Linked DNA regions of Mus musculus: all the other regions are linked to region 1. A link is a contact called in public ChIA-PET and promoter capture Hi-C data. All regions are on one chromosome and are shown on one strand. The core of a region is the stretch at or near the end of the contact, and the rest is flanking DNA. Distances in the headings are between cores, read along the strand shown.

Region 1 (2,700 bases), core at 96-2,595:
TTGAGGGCAGGGGCAGATCGAAGGCAGAGGGAGGAGGAATTCAGAGGGTTTGCAAATCGAAGCTTACTCTGTGGCAGTGTAGAGGAGACTAGGACGTTGCAACTGTTCAGCAAAGAGATAATGAGAGCTGGAACTAGGAAAATGTGGACTAGAAAGGCAATGGTCTGAAAGATAGTAGCGATAAGGATCTGGGTGATTTACCCACTGGTTGGACACTAGGAAAGAAGAGGGTGAGTAAACAGGTCTGAAGCATTAAATAATTTTACACTTGAGTTTCTCTTGGACCAGACAGAAAGGAAATTGAATGTAAGGCCAATGATCAGGACAGATATAAATCTAGAAATCAATCCGAGCAACAAGGTGACTTAATCCGTGTCAGAAATCACTAAAGCGAAACCCGGAGAGTACAAAGAAGCAAAGGAGTCGAAACAGAACCTTCAGGAAACACCTGCGTTTTTGAAAGAGGAGAGAAGGAAGAAAGGTTATTTTGTAACCCGGATGGTCAGAGAGATAAGACTTAAGTGGTGAGGCATTAAAAGCAAGAGGTTTCAGATAGCTCGATATTGCTGAACGGACAAATACGAAATTTACTGTGGCCACAGAGGTCACATCCAAGCTCCTCAACTCTGCCGCCACCTGCTGAAGTGGCACAAAAGAAAGACATGTGCTTTTGCAAGAGAAACCCACCTGTCATTTTACCCACAGTTAGCCTGCCAATCAGCCATTGCAACTCATTACAACATCTAGTCTTCACTAAATTAAAAAAAAAAAATCACTTTTGCATTGTACACTTCTTTCCTTCATGGGCTTTTAAGATAACTATTATTAATCACGTTCTTAGCTTTGCTTGGCCTCCTTCATTTTGAGTGTCCTGCTTAGTTGCTGGGGTACTGAATTAGAGGAGTAATTCAGGAGTTAGATTAGTGTTTGCTAACTTCTTCCAAGCCTTTGTGCAAAAGTTCAAGCTACGTGTGCAAAAGTAGAAGGACGATATATACATATTAGAGTTGTGTATATGCGCTAATGAAAGTAAAACTCTCACATGGTCGTCAAAGGTTCGAGTCATTTAGCTGTTGTTCATTTCCTAGTTTTTGTTTTGTTTTGTTTTGTTGTCATTTTCTCGAGGGCAGAAGAATATTTTCACTGTTCACCCAGGCATTCGGTACCGACCTGGGGGCAAGTCTCATTCTGTCAGCTCTCAGGAAAAAAAAAAAATCTTCAGGAAGAGAATGGCAAAGCACTCACGAGTCTCAAGGACTGGGCAGCCCACCGACGAGGTAGGGTTGGCCAAAGGTCTTGCGGAACACAGAACGCCTGGAACCTGCGTGGCCTTTACAGAATAGGACTACAAGTCCCAGAACGCAGGGCGCTACTAGGCAGAAATCTAGCAAGGCGCCTGCGCGTAGGTCTGTAGTCAAGCTGGAGGAAGCGGTGCACCTTGGGACTAGTAGTTCCTAGGTGGCAACTCCTGGGGTCGGAGGTGGATCGAAGGGACAGCTCCCTGCCCAGTCCCGCCTTTTGTCCACGTCCCGCTTCTCTGGGCCAATGCTAGGTCCTGTAGCTGCGGCCAGCCCCTCTCCGAGGCTGTCTCCATTGGTCCCGAGGCTATCTCACTTCGGCTCTACCCGGAAGTAGCCTTGGAGAGGCGGTTTCCTAGACTACGACACCGGAAAGCTGGGGGCGGTGCTCCGAGCCGTGGAGGGCGGAGGGTGGTGGCAGCGCTGGCGCTGGGGGACCGGCTCGGTGACTTCGGCAAACAGTTTGGCGCCGGCGGCCGCCAGCCTCACTCCACAGTCCGCCCTCGACACGGCTCGCAGCCTCCTCGCCGCCGGCAGCCCGCAATGTGGCCCACCGTGCCGGTGTAGCAGCTGCGCGTGCGCGGAACCGCGGGGCCATGAGCAAAGCCGGCGGCTGCCGGGGCTGTGGGTGCCGGGTCCCCCAGCGAGCGTCATGGAGCCTGGTGGCAGCGACGGCCGCGCTCTGTCTGGTGTTGGCCACGTCCGTGTGCACGGCAGGGGCCGCGCCCATGAGTAGGGAAGAGAAGCAGAAGCTTGGGTAAGGGTGCGTGGCTGTCCGGGTGGGTTTCCTCGCGCGGCTGCCAGCAGTGGAGGTGCCTGTCATTGCGCCCCCGGCGCACTGTGGACTTTTTCTGTGGTGACTGTAACAGCTGGTGAGGCTGGAGGACCTCGGTGCGGTGGACGGGGTCCAGGACGATGGGAGCTGATCCCCGGGATGTGACCTCGGGGGCTGTCGAGTGTCTCCTGGGCAGCCTGTGACATATGTAGTGTTGTGTCAGCGCCTCTGCCATGTCAGGGGCTGGTGGAGGGGCTACCGCCTGGGTGGCGGAGGCAGGGTTGGATGTCTCACCCAAGTGAGCTCCCAGCGGGAAAATGTTGCGGTGCTTACACCTGTTAAAGGAAAAGGGGCGTTCACCGGAACTTGAACTTTTCAGACTTCACTATCCCCCTTGCTGTGTTTTCTTTCCTAAATGGCACTTGTGAGCTAGAGCAGGCGATTTGATGCTATTCAGAGGCCTCGATTAAGTGTACCCCCTTAGAGTAGTTTTATGAGGCTTAAAAGTGTTCCAAAACACTATTTATAGCATTTAATCCAGTAATTCGAATACATCCGAAGTGGCACAAGTGACTAAGAACGAAGTGGAGAATCTCTGGATTTTGGCAAAACCGTGAAGTTAAGTGA
Region 2 (2,700 bases), core at 67-2,566, 870 kb after region 1:
CCTCTTCACCCCAGTCCTGAATCGAGCTCTGCCAGGGACAGGATAAAAAGAAAGAAAAAGAGGGTCGTAGTGTGTGTTGTTGTTTTCTTCCCCCTTGGCTAACCACAATCTATCCCAGCTGCTTCCCTGCTTACAAAGGCTCTCCAAGCCTTTGAGTAAATCCTCCAAACAGAGCAACACAGGACACCCTGCAATAGGCAAGGCTGAGATTTTCTTGGCTGGCAGCCTTTTCCTGCGGTATCAGGAGCCTCCGACTTCTCCCTTCTCTGGTCAGTTACTTTTCCTAACCTAGCCACGTATCTTAAATCATCTTTTCAAGTTTTTTTTTTTCCTTCTTAAGGAAACTGTGGTTTAGTCCTGATCAACTCTGTCCACTTAAGTGAAAGGAAAAAATAACTCATTTGCAAAAACAAGAGTTTATACTTCTCAAAGTACACAAACATTTGAGCAATGTCGATGTTAAACTCCCTCAAACAAGTGTTTTAATACCAAGAGCCCTCTTTGGGAAGTGAAGTTGTACCTCTTTTTCTCCTCTTACTATTTTGAAACCCAAAAAAAAGTTATGTGGGGTATGGAAAGTTTTTATTTCCAGAAAGAAAAAAGGAAAAGAAAAGAAAAGAAAAGAAAAGAAAAGAAAAGAAAAGAAAAGCCCCTCTGGCAAGTGCCGAGAAAGCAAAACATCTTCATGCAGCTTCCACTGAAATTTACACAGCGACCCCCTGGATAGCCATGTCGCCAGCTAAACCTCGGATCTGTGTTAAAGGGCTGCCGCTGGGAAGCAGAGCGCGGCGCCGCTCCCCCAGACTGAGTTCTGTCCTTTCCAAGTTCTGCTCTCCTGACACGCATCTGCCTGTCCCAGACACCCCGCAGGCGATGCCTGAGAACACAGGCATCGTTTCTAGGGAGAAGAGGCACAGAGAGGGGAAGGACACAAAGCAGAATGAGAAAGCTCCTCTTAGAGAGTGGGGTCCGGGTGGCTCTGATCAGTTAGACAGTGCTCCAACAACCCGGCCCGAGAAAGCGGGAGATGGGACGAGTCCCCCAGCAGAGAAGCGTCAGGGGAAGGCGGGGAGCTGGCGTTACCATTTTAGCTTGCCAAAGTAATTTCATTCTCAGTTTTCTTTCCGGCACACGGACGCTGCATGGTGCGCCCTGCTCCGAGGCGGTCGGGGCGTCTCTCTGGCCCGGCTCCGGGTCCCCGCGCTTCCCACGCGCCTTGCTGCCCGACTGCCGCCGCCGCCGCCGCGCGCGACCGGGCCACAAAGGAGCGCCGGCCAGCGAGCAGGCAGCCCGGGAGCCCGCGGCAGCAGACTCCTCCCCGCCGCTCCGTGATGTCAGGCTTTCCTGTTTGTGCTTGTGAGCGCACTCTCCCTTTCGGAAGCCCCGCGGATCAAGGGAGCAAGCAATCGTTTCTCCAGCTCAGAGTGGTGGGGAAACGATGCTTTCAAGTAGACCGCTTCATCGGGGTTTCCTGGTGGCCACCAGGTGACAAAATAGAACCATGTGTGCCATGGGACATGTGCGCAGCCTCCGTCTGCTTTACTGAAGGAAACTGTTAGGGATTAGGGATTCTTGTGTGATCTGCTTGCTATTTGGAATTTACAGCAATTAAATCAGAGTCCCCTCGATTTGGGGGGAAGATTTTCATTAGGATAAAGTCAAAAGCTATCTGGGTATCTAAAAACCGTGCCCAGCGGCTCTACCCTGCCCCGCACCTGCAACTGCCTGGACTTGTTCCTACTGCCCACTCTTGTTTGTGGCTTTCTTGCTTTTTTTTTCTTTTTTTTAAACAAAAGGTGGTCCTGGCTAGCCTTGAACACTTAGAACTTTTCTGGCAATCCTCCTGCCTCTGTCTCTTGAGTGCTGAGATTACAGGCATGCATCAACTCCACCACCCAGTCTGATAAGGCTTACTGGCTACTGCTGGTGAGAGCAGAGAGTTTTGCAGGATCTGACAGTTTGTGACAGAGGCCATAAGTGGTCCTAGGGGTTTCTGGAGCCTCTGTGAGTAGCCATGGGGGGTGTGCACTGTGGGGACACAGAGGGATAATCACTGTAGGGAAAGCCTTTCAAAGGACAATGCTGAAAAGAATTTTATCTTAACACAATAGTCTGTGGGGGACAATACATTACACTTTAAAAGATCTAGTTTCAATAAATCAACAGCAAGAGATAGCCCATAGTCAGGTAGCCAAACTGTACCTGTCAGAACTCCACACCAATTACAAAAATGTCATGTTTTACACATGTCAAACTGAAAAGGACCTCCTCCAGATTGCTGTGCTGAGCTTTGGTTAGTACTGAATATACCATGAGCTGAAAAGTTAGGCAATCAGTGCACTGATGTCTCCAGAAGGGCATCAGAAATGACAGAGGCTACACCAAGCAAGCAAAGGATCTCTGCACACTGAAGGATGTCTTCAAGTCAGTCAAACGCTCCTCATAAAGACCCATGCTTCAGGAGTTCAAGACTGTAGAGAGAATGATCTTTTACAACCAAAGTGGATGTTTCTATAATTTAAATATTAAACACACATACACACACACACACACACACACACACACACACACACACACACACATTCCTTCTGCTGTGCTCAGTACTCAGAACAGAGTGTCCCAGGAGCCAGAGGGAAAACATGTGGCGGCCCTACCTCAGGCTTCTTATCTGCCTCAGGGCCCCAGGTCACACCTAGATGA
Region 3 (2,700 bases), core at 93-2,592, 520 kb after region 1:
AAATATGATATCATAGTCACTAGGAGGATGATTAGCTATTATAAGGGTACCCTGAAGTTGGTAAGAAGATCCTTTTGTAGTTAAACAGAACCCACCTCAGGGCTGGAGAGATGGCTCAGCAGGTAAGAGCACTGACTGATCTTCCAGAGGACCTGGGTTCGATTCCCAGCACACACATGATAACCCATAACCATTGATAGCACCAGTTCCAGGGGATCCAACCCTCTCATCTGGCCTCTGCCAACACTGCATGAGTGTGGTAGACAGACAGACACGCTGGCACTCACACATATATATTAATTAAATAAAAATTTTATAAAAGTTCGTCTCCACAATTTATCAATTTGATGAACTTGGATTTTTATAGATTGAGTTCCCACTAAAAATATACACCTGAGTAATCTAGGAGAACTTCCTAGAAGACACAGACTTGGTAGGAATCAGACACTGGCTAACTCTCTTCCTTAAATAGCTGTCCATTCCCATGCAAGTGCAACCACTGAATTCAGCTTCTCTCCCCCAGCTGCTGGTGCAGTGGCTTTGCTGGGGTACACGCTCTTGCTGTGAGCTGTGCTATCCACTGCAGTCCTGCAATGAGGAGGAGCCAGGAAGCATCATTGCCTGCCAGCCAGTTCAGGCCGTGCATTAGCAGTCAGCCTACCTCGGCCGGCCTTGCTGCGCAGGCTTGGCCCAATCTGTAAGGCAAGGCAATTTTCCATCTCTAATTTTCTGCAAACTCACTGTCCCCTAAGAACAAATAGCTATAATCAAAATGCCTCCTGTTGACTTTGCAAAACCTTGGAGCAAGGCTAACCACAGGTTTCTAAATGCTCATCTTCAAAGCAGATCTTTAAGGATGTAAACTCAGGGGAGGAAGAGCTTCAAGAGAAACCACTGCAAAGGGCGGTGGAGCTGTGGGCTGGGCATGGTAAAGAGCACCTTGTCCATCCTCCGCACCTTGTCACGTACAGAGCTTTGAAAAGGACTTTTTTTCTGCATTTGGTCTAATAGAATAACAAGCATAAACAAGAAGCAAAGGTTGCTAGAGTCTGGTGTCTACACAAGGTTTTGGAAATGGCCAGCATATACATAACTGCTAAGTCGCAGATAATGGGTGGGGGGAGGGGCTGGCATTGTCAGAGAACAGCCTGAATAATCGTCTTCTAAACAGATGAACTCTGATTCTTCCATTACTCACTTTATCCGTAATGTGTGCTGTGGACTGTCAACTCACGGAGCTGAAGAGGAATTATCCATGCAAGGCACAGACTTACGCTCAGGCTGCTCTTGTTTGCAGGAGATGAGATTAGTGCATAGGGATGAGGTAAGACAGCGGAAATTGACGGCCACCAGGTAGAAGAGATGCAGAGAGTGGGTGACAGGAAGCCAGGGGTGGAAGAGGGTTGAGGTGGACTACAGTTGTCAAGAGAAGTTCAGTGGAAGAGACTTTGCACAGGTTAGGATTTGGAGAGCAACAGAAGCAGGTATGGAGGGCGGGGGGGGGGGTGTTCTAGGAGAGGAGAAGCAGGCCAGGAGTGTCTTTTTTTTTTTTTTCTGCTTGTCAAAGTCTTTGAGGCTTTTCGAAGATGAAAGCCTGCGGATATCTCTGTGTCTTCACAGAAAACCAGTCCAGTGCACACAGTTACATAAAACATGGGGGCACTAGATGATGTCCAAAGGGACAAGTTATGTATTACAGATTTTTAAAAATAGCATCTTATATTCTAAACAGCATAAAATTGAAACCGTATTTCACCTTTTCCTTAGCTTGGAATACTCGAAATGTTTAGTTGTAAAAGAAATAATTATTTGAACAGATATGATCAAAAGTGCATGCCTGTGTGTGTGTGAGAGAGACAGAGAGAGGGAGAGAGAGAGAGAGACAGACAGACAGAGACAGAAAGAGAGAGAGACAGAGACAGAGAGAGACATAGACAGAGACGGAGCATGCACTCTGACCGAGCAGCAGCAAGTCCGAGTGACCCACCTGTTTCTCCCACACCAGTGCTGGGTTTGGAAGCCTGTGCTACCACGTCTACATTTTTTAGGTGGGTTCTGGGAATCTGAACTACAGAGTTGATGTTTATGTGGGAAGCACTTTCCTAAACAAGCCTAGCCTAGCTACCCAATGCTAGTGTGTGTGTGTGTGTGTGTGTGTGTGTGTGTGTTTTAGACAAAAATCTCATTAGGTAGCCCAGGCTGGCCTGAAGCACAGAATTCTCTTGTCTCAGCTTCTTGGCAGACTCTCATTTATATCTGTGATTATTTCCTGTTGCTCTCTAACCAAACAGCTGTGTTTGGAATGGGTGAATAAGATTCCATTATAATGAAAAATATCACAAACCTGCCACTTGGGGAGAAATTTTTGAAATGCTGAAATGGCTGAGAAGATAGTTTGCATCCCATTTGATGATTAAGGGAGAGCACTCTACAGTTCAGATGAAAAGCTGTGTTAGAACCATACACCTGCCTGCAAGCAGGATTTTAACCGGCAATTTGGCTTCTAGGTAATATATGATGACCTACACAATAAATTAATCTTTTTTTTTTTTTATTTCACGAGAAACACAAGGCCAAAACAGTGCCAAGTATGCTCCCCAGAATTGCTTGGCCATGTTCCCAGATGGTTCAACAGCCTAGCTCATCAACCTATTTGCTAGGTGGAGTCTTACTCTTCTGGTCTAACCAGATTGCAACATG
Region 4 (2,700 bases), core at 52-2,551, 740 kb after region 1:
GAGGTGGGCTTTTAGCTCAGTGGTAGAGCATCTTCTTAGGATAAGTGGAGCCCTGGGGTCAATTCCTAGCACCACAACGAAAAGGGGAGAAGAGGGAGAGGGTGAGAGGGAGAGAGGGAAGGGGGAGGGCCAGAGGGGAAGGAAGAGGGAGGGAGAGGGAGAGGGAGGTGTACAGTAAAGAGAGGAAGGAAGGGAAAGAGGGATGGAGGAAGGCAGAAGGGAATGGAGGAGGCAGAAGGAGGAGGGAGACAGGAAGAGAGGGAGGGAGGGAAGGAAGAAAGGAGAGAGTTAAGGAAAGAGGAGAGAAGAGTGGAAGGAAGGAAAGAAAGAAAGAGAATAATATAAAGAAGTGGTTTTCTTGGTAGAGTGTAAAACAGATGGTTGCCAGGGCCAGAACTGTGAGTCTGTTCCACGAGCCCTTCATGGCCCCTTATGTGGTTGCTAGTGCTGAGGAGTTTTGTGGTCTAGAGCTGTGACCTGCCAGGAGTCCACACACTGGGACAGAATTCTTCCAGGGCTTCTGGATTTAAGCCAAGCATTGTGCTTTGAGCTCAGTATGCTTTTTGGAAGAAAACGCCTTATCACATTGGAACATTAACATCTGTGTCTCCAAATCATGTTCATCCCAAGGAGCTAATGGACCTAGGAGTTGGGGATCTCTGCTACAAAACTGACTTGAAGCTAGACTTCCAAATGCAGGAAATGGGTAGTTCATAAATACCAAGTAGAGATTATGCCATTTTCACAGAAGGCAGAAAAAGGAGAGATGAATTTAAATGTAGCACAAAGTATAAATAGACCCTATTGAGTCTATTCCTATTTACTAAAAATAGAAAATAGTTTTCAAAACTGACCGGTGCTACAAGGGTGGGCTCACCAATGGTGGGTCCTTGCTGCGGGGCGGGGCCTGCCACACAGCTTCCTCTTGCCGAGCACAGTTCTCCTTCCCGGAGACTGTGGCCTCTCTTCATTTTCTAGGAAAGGGGGCCCATGTGTTTTTCAGTGTCTTCCTTTTTCCTCCTGGCATCACATTCTGTGAGGATCAGATCACAGTAAATGAAACAAAGACAGACCGGACCGGCTTGCTCCGCCTCGGGCAGGACCGTGGTGTTAGTGCCCTAGAAAGTGAGGCAGCCCAGGACTTTGCTTTCCACAGCCCAGGATAATCATCTCTCTGTCTGCAGCAGACATGGGCTGTGGAAAAGAGGTGTCAGAGGTCTTTTCCGCCCTCCAATCCTGTGACCTGGTTGCTAGCGTCTGGCTGTATTAGGCACTCGGTTCTTTGCTCTGTTTACTAAGTATGAGCAAGCCGTCTGTGTTTTCCCTTCATGGCTACTGGGTTTATTGCCCTTGTCCTGGCAGGGCCCAGGGCGGGACTATTATTTACTGAAAGCTTCCTCGACTGGAGGCCTCTGGTTTGCAGGGGACTTTTTGGATGCTTCTCTGTTTGTTTTGTTTTGTTTTGCTTTGTCTCCTTGGGTGACCTCAGATGGCTCTGTGGATGCGAGAAGGATATGCCGTTTCCTTCCTATGTCTGTAAAACCAGGCAATGGAACATAATCCTTGACAGTTAGGATTCTAAAGACAGAGAAAATGAAAAAAGACGGCACATGCTTTAAGCTACATAGTCCCAAATATATGTCACACAGAAATTATGGTGGATTTTTTTTGTTTTATTAATAACTATCCAGTTAAGTAAGAGGGTATCAAATCATACTGAGTGCCTGCCCTGCCCAGCATCTCCGGAGATGATGCACAGAACATTCTGTTGCTCCCAGGACTCTATATGTGAACAGAGATGAGACTCTCTTACAGGGGAGAGTTGAAAGCTTAGTATAACTTCTGATGCTGCTAAAGCATATATTTAAAATTATACTCAGAGTAACTATTGAGCCAAAGCTCAGTGCAATATAGTCTGGACCTCAGCCTGATTGCATGATAAGATTTCTGCACAGGTCTCATAACATGAAGCCAACTTTACTATAAGCCACTATGCACAGATTTTCATAGGTACAGGGCTTGAGGGGTGGGTTTGCTCAAACCCCTCCTTTTCCAAACAGCAGAGCTAACTACACAGAGAAAATAAATACTGTCCCCAGAGTCACCTCGACAGTCAGGAGGCAACGAGTGTCCTCTGCCCTGTTCCTGTAGGTTTCTCCCTCACTGGGATGTAGATTCCTGATGGCTGTTAACATCTCCCAATAGTTTAATATTCAAAATCAGCTCATCAGTGCTTGCAGCCAGAGGCCTTTATTCAAAAGCTAACTTATGCACTGGTAAGACAGTCTGGTGGCTGAAAGCACTTGCTGTCAAGCTAGAAGATTGTCAATTGTCCTCTGACCTTCTCGACACTCACAGCAATGCAGTTACACTATACACACTAAATAAATAAATGAATAAATAAATACATACATACATACATACATACATAAAACGCTAATTTCCCTACAGCAGTCTTCATGAGGCTTTAGTTGCCTTATGATGTCTATATGTTAGTACTGCTATCATCTAGGCATTTCAGGCCAGGGTAAAGGGTACAGGCAGACTTGGCCCTCGCTCAGAAAGCCCGAATGCACATCCATCTGTATTCACAAGCCAGCAGGTGCCCTCTGTTGAGCACTCAAAAAAAAAATCTCATACCGAAATCATGTTTTATGCTACTCTCTCCTCGGTCAAGGGTAACAACCAGGGAACTGGGCC
Region 5 (2,700 bases), core at 201-2,700, 730 kb before region 1:
ATATGCATCAAAAGATGGCCTAGTCGGCCATCACTGGAAAGAGAGGCCCATTGGACACGCAAACTTTATATGCCCCAGTACAGGGGAACGCCAGGGCCATAAAAGGGGAGTGGGTGGGTAGGGGAGAGGGGGTGGGTGGCTATGGGGGACTTTTGGTATAGCATTGCAAATGTAAATGAGCGAAATACCTAATAAAAAATGGAAAAAAAAATTAAAAAAAAAAAAAAAAAAAAAGAAAACCTAAAGAGTGAACTGTAAGATGTCACGTGTCTGGTTTTCTCAGACCAAATTAAACTGGCTATGTGTTGAGATACATTCTGCAAACCTCCACAGTGGTCTAAGGTTGCAAAGCCCTGGGTTCCTTATTTCTACTTGTGCGTCTGTGTGCGTGCGTGTGCATGTGCGTGCGGGTGTGTGTGCGTGTGTAACAATAATTATTATAGGAAAAGACACCATCAATTTGAGAGGGAGTTGGGGGTGGCATATAGGAGGAGCTGGAAGGAAGGAAGGGGAAAGCCATACAGTTACGCTTTAAGTTTTCTTTAAGTGCTCCATAACGGACCCAGAGGGAAAACTCAATCTAAAGTACACCCAATCTATCAGGTTTACTTTGCTTGGCTGCGGCAATGGATGACGTACCATGCAAGTGTCAGTAAGAACTGAAAACTCTTGCTTCCTTTTCGGATGAGTGGGCTTCCTCAGTTTCCCCATTACTCAACAAACCCTCATGTCTAATTCACAAATTTCAGAAGCTTCATTGTTTTCAAAGTAATCTAAATTTCTTCTCGTGAAAACATTTTTCCCCTATAGAAACAAATAAGAGAAAGGAAAAAGATAACCTAAAACATAAAATCTAGGAAACACGGGGCTGGAAAGATGGCTCGGCCATTAAAAGCCAGGCTCCCATCCAAAAGTCTAGGAAATAGAAATAGAACGCTGTGACTGTTCTAACTCGGTGTGCTTTCCCTTGGTTTAGATGTCATAGAACCGGCGGGGGCGGTCACTTAGCCTCAGCTTCTGGTAAAATTCTTGAAAGAAATCCTAGAAGATCTTTTGGGGGGCAGGGTATTGGTGCTGTTTTGTTTGTTTGTTTTGCTGCACTGGGAGAACCCTTGAGTGAAAGGGTTTTCTCCATGCCCACTGCAGTTTCTAAGCCCTCGTCTGCAAGTTATTAGAGGTTTTGATTACCTCTGTCATGAAAAAGAGAAAAGGTAACCAGGTGACCACAGACTGCAATGTCGGGACTTTCAGCCTCTAGGTGGGAGCCCTGCCCTCATTCCTCAGAACAGACTTTCTCTTATCTCAGGTACCTGCCCACTAAAACCGGTTGAGGAAAGTTGAAAGTGGTTTGCTTAGATAAGCATCAAAGTTTGGGATGCCGATCTGTACCTAGGAGACCTTTGATCCTGTGCACTCTGGTTTAGAAATCAACCCGGAATGTTATCTAACAAGAAGGATTTGTCTCTTCCGCCTTTCTCTGGTCTCAGCGAGCCCGGAAATACCAAGAGCAGCCTCTGCGGTGCTTCAGAACTTCCACTTCCTGTTATGGAGGAAAGTCGAAGCGGAGAGACGCAAGACTGTCAACCGGAGAGAACAATCCACCACAACATCCCGATTAAATTTAGTTCAAATGCTCCCTGTTTACTTAAGCAGCCTATGTGCCCTGTTTTAAACTAAAAACGGGCAGGAAGCTTTCATATTGCTAAACTCGTGCTAGCTCTCTGGGGAAGCGGAGAGGATGAGACACCCCCTCCTGGAGCAAGCTCTGGGCTGTCATCCCATGTCAAGTGATCAGCCACTAACCTGACAGTGTGGCTATCGGTTCTCAAAGAGTGCATTAGAATCTTAGAATCATAGGGAGATGTGGACAAGAGGGAAACGCTAGGCCCGTACAATCCCTCTCCATTCCAGTGCCTGATCTATCCAGTATTGAGTCAAATAGCATCTCTAGCGCTTTCTCAGGGGATACCTAGTCACTGCTCTAAGTAGTTTTTAGTATAAATGCTGGAATATAGGGAGTTGTTGACCAGGGAGCTCCCAGAAGCTTCCCAAATAAAACAGGCTCTGCCCTTACTCTTCTTGCCTGAGAAGCTAGATGGTAAGAGCCTTTCACAAGAACAGCATACACAGGGCACAGAGAAGTCAGACGGGAACCAATCTGGACGCTTCCTCTCTATTAGTTAGCATTCATGGTAGCCGATGGTTCTATACTGTCTGCTAGAGAAAATTCATCTATGGCCTTTCCCAGCTGTGAGACCTGAAGGCTACAATACCCACCTGCCAGACGAGATCTGACTACTGGTACAATAGTGACATGGCTTTGAGAGCCGTGAGTGATATGACACTTTCTGACTGGCTCTGAAGCTGATCCACTGGTGGCCACCCATGTGCTTACTGGAGCAGTAAGCCTATGACTGCATTTGAAGAGGAAGCCGTGAAAACCTTCATGTTAAATTTTACCCTCTCAGTAGCAAAAGTGTTTTATGCCCATATCGACCACCAAATTGGGGGGGGGGAGGGGAGAGAGAGAGAGAGAGAGCATTCCCTGCATTCGGTACTCACTCTTCCCTAATATTTACCCTTTCTTGTTCTTTTTCTTCATTTTATGCTGTACCTACATATATACATATATGCTCAGGATTTTGAATGCCAGTTCTAACCATATGTTGCTTAAGTTGTAAAGACTTTAGTTCTGGTTGA

The links. Promoter capture Hi-C pulls out the DNA fragments that hold promoters and counts their contacts. ChIA-PET counts read pairs in DNA pulled down with a chosen protein or histone mark.
Region 2: a promoter capture Hi-C map of the C10 cell line shows a contact between it and region 1, with 5 times the contacts expected there. The contact joins the promoter of Rgl1 here to the promoter of 2810414N06Rik in region 1. A contact is called at or near these places in 1 of 39 promoter capture datasets (the C10 cell line) and 1 of 115 datasets of contacts at active chromatin or transcription factors (pro-B cells).
Region 3: an RNA polymerase II ChIA-PET map of memory CD8 T cells shows a contact between it and region 1, with 22 read pairs. The contact joins the enhancer-like site here to the promoter of 2810414N06Rik in region 1. A contact is called at or near these places in 3 of 39 promoter capture datasets (embryonic stem cells, stem cell-derived epiblast-like cells and trophoblast stem cells) and 11 of 115 datasets of contacts at active chromatin or transcription factors (the SCID.adh cell line, bone marrow-derived macrophages, embryonic forebrain and 6 more).
Region 4: a promoter capture Hi-C map of trophoblast stem cells shows a contact between it and region 1, with 3 times the contacts expected there. The contact joins the enhancer-like site here to the promoter of 2810414N06Rik in region 1. A contact is called at or near these places in 3 of 39 promoter capture datasets (hippocampal neurons, stem cell-derived epiblast-like cells and trophoblast stem cells) and 3 of 115 datasets of contacts at active chromatin or transcription factors (the 230-238 cell line, astrocytes and large pre-B cells).
Region 5: a contact with region 1 is called in a promoter capture Hi-C map of liver, with 2.4 times the contacts expected there. The contact joins the enhancer-like site here to the promoter of 2810414N06Rik in region 1. A contact is called at or near these places in 6 of 39 promoter capture datasets (the C10 cell line, the HPC-7 cell line, embryonic stem cells and 2 more) and 1 of 115 datasets of contacts at active chromatin or transcription factors (pro-B cells).

The regions. Positions count from the first base shown.
Region 1 is chr1:151,753,673-151,756,372 of GRCm38.p6, forward strand. 2810414N06Rik (RIKEN cDNA 2810414N06 gene) reads right to left here and starts at 1,346. Exons shown (of 2, transcript NR_151475.1): 1 at 1,171-1,346. It overlaps Edem3 (ER degradation enhancer, mannosidase alpha-like 3), which reads left to right and starts at 1,702. Exons shown (of 20, transcript NM_001039644.2): 1 at 1,702-2,055. The coding sequence starts at 1,895.
Region 2 is chr1:152,623,901-152,626,600 of GRCm38.p6, forward strand. Rgl1 (ral guanine nucleotide dissociation stimulator,-like 1) reads right to left here and starts at 1,317. Exons shown (of 18, transcript NM_016846.4): 1 at 1,084-1,317; 2 at 1-28. The coding sequence starts at 1,110.
Region 3 is chr1:152,269,244-152,271,943 of GRCm38.p6, forward strand. The region is part of intron 3 of Gm36920 (a long non-coding RNA gene); the gene reads right to left. Among named protein-coding and RNA genes, the nearest start is that of Gm36920, 19 kb to the right of the region's middle. Within about 2 kb of position 1,343, at least 26 of the 459 cell types and tissues checked have an H3K27ac peak or open chromatin away from gene starts, as enhancers often do. A contact at or near this core is called in the SCID.adh cell line and memory CD8 T cells, where this site is marked.
Region 4 is chr1:152,496,535-152,499,234 of GRCm38.p6, forward strand. All of the region lies in intron 7 of Colgalt2 (collagen beta(1-O)galactosyltransferase 2), which reads left to right. Among named protein-coding and RNA genes, the nearest start is that of Gm51749, 42 kb to the right of the region's middle. Within about 2 kb of position 1,302, at least 72 of the 459 cell types and tissues checked have an H3K27ac peak or open chromatin away from gene starts, as enhancers often do. A contact at or near this core is called in trophoblast stem cells, where this site is marked.
Region 5 is chr1:151,023,836-151,026,535 of GRCm38.p6, forward strand. No RefSeq gene overlaps it. Among named protein-coding and RNA genes, the nearest start is that of Gm36297, 31 kb to the right of the region's middle. Within about 2 kb of position 1,451, at least 90 of the 459 cell types and tissues checked have an H3K27ac peak or open chromatin away from gene starts, as enhancers often do. A contact at or near this core is called in liver and pro-B cells, where this site is marked.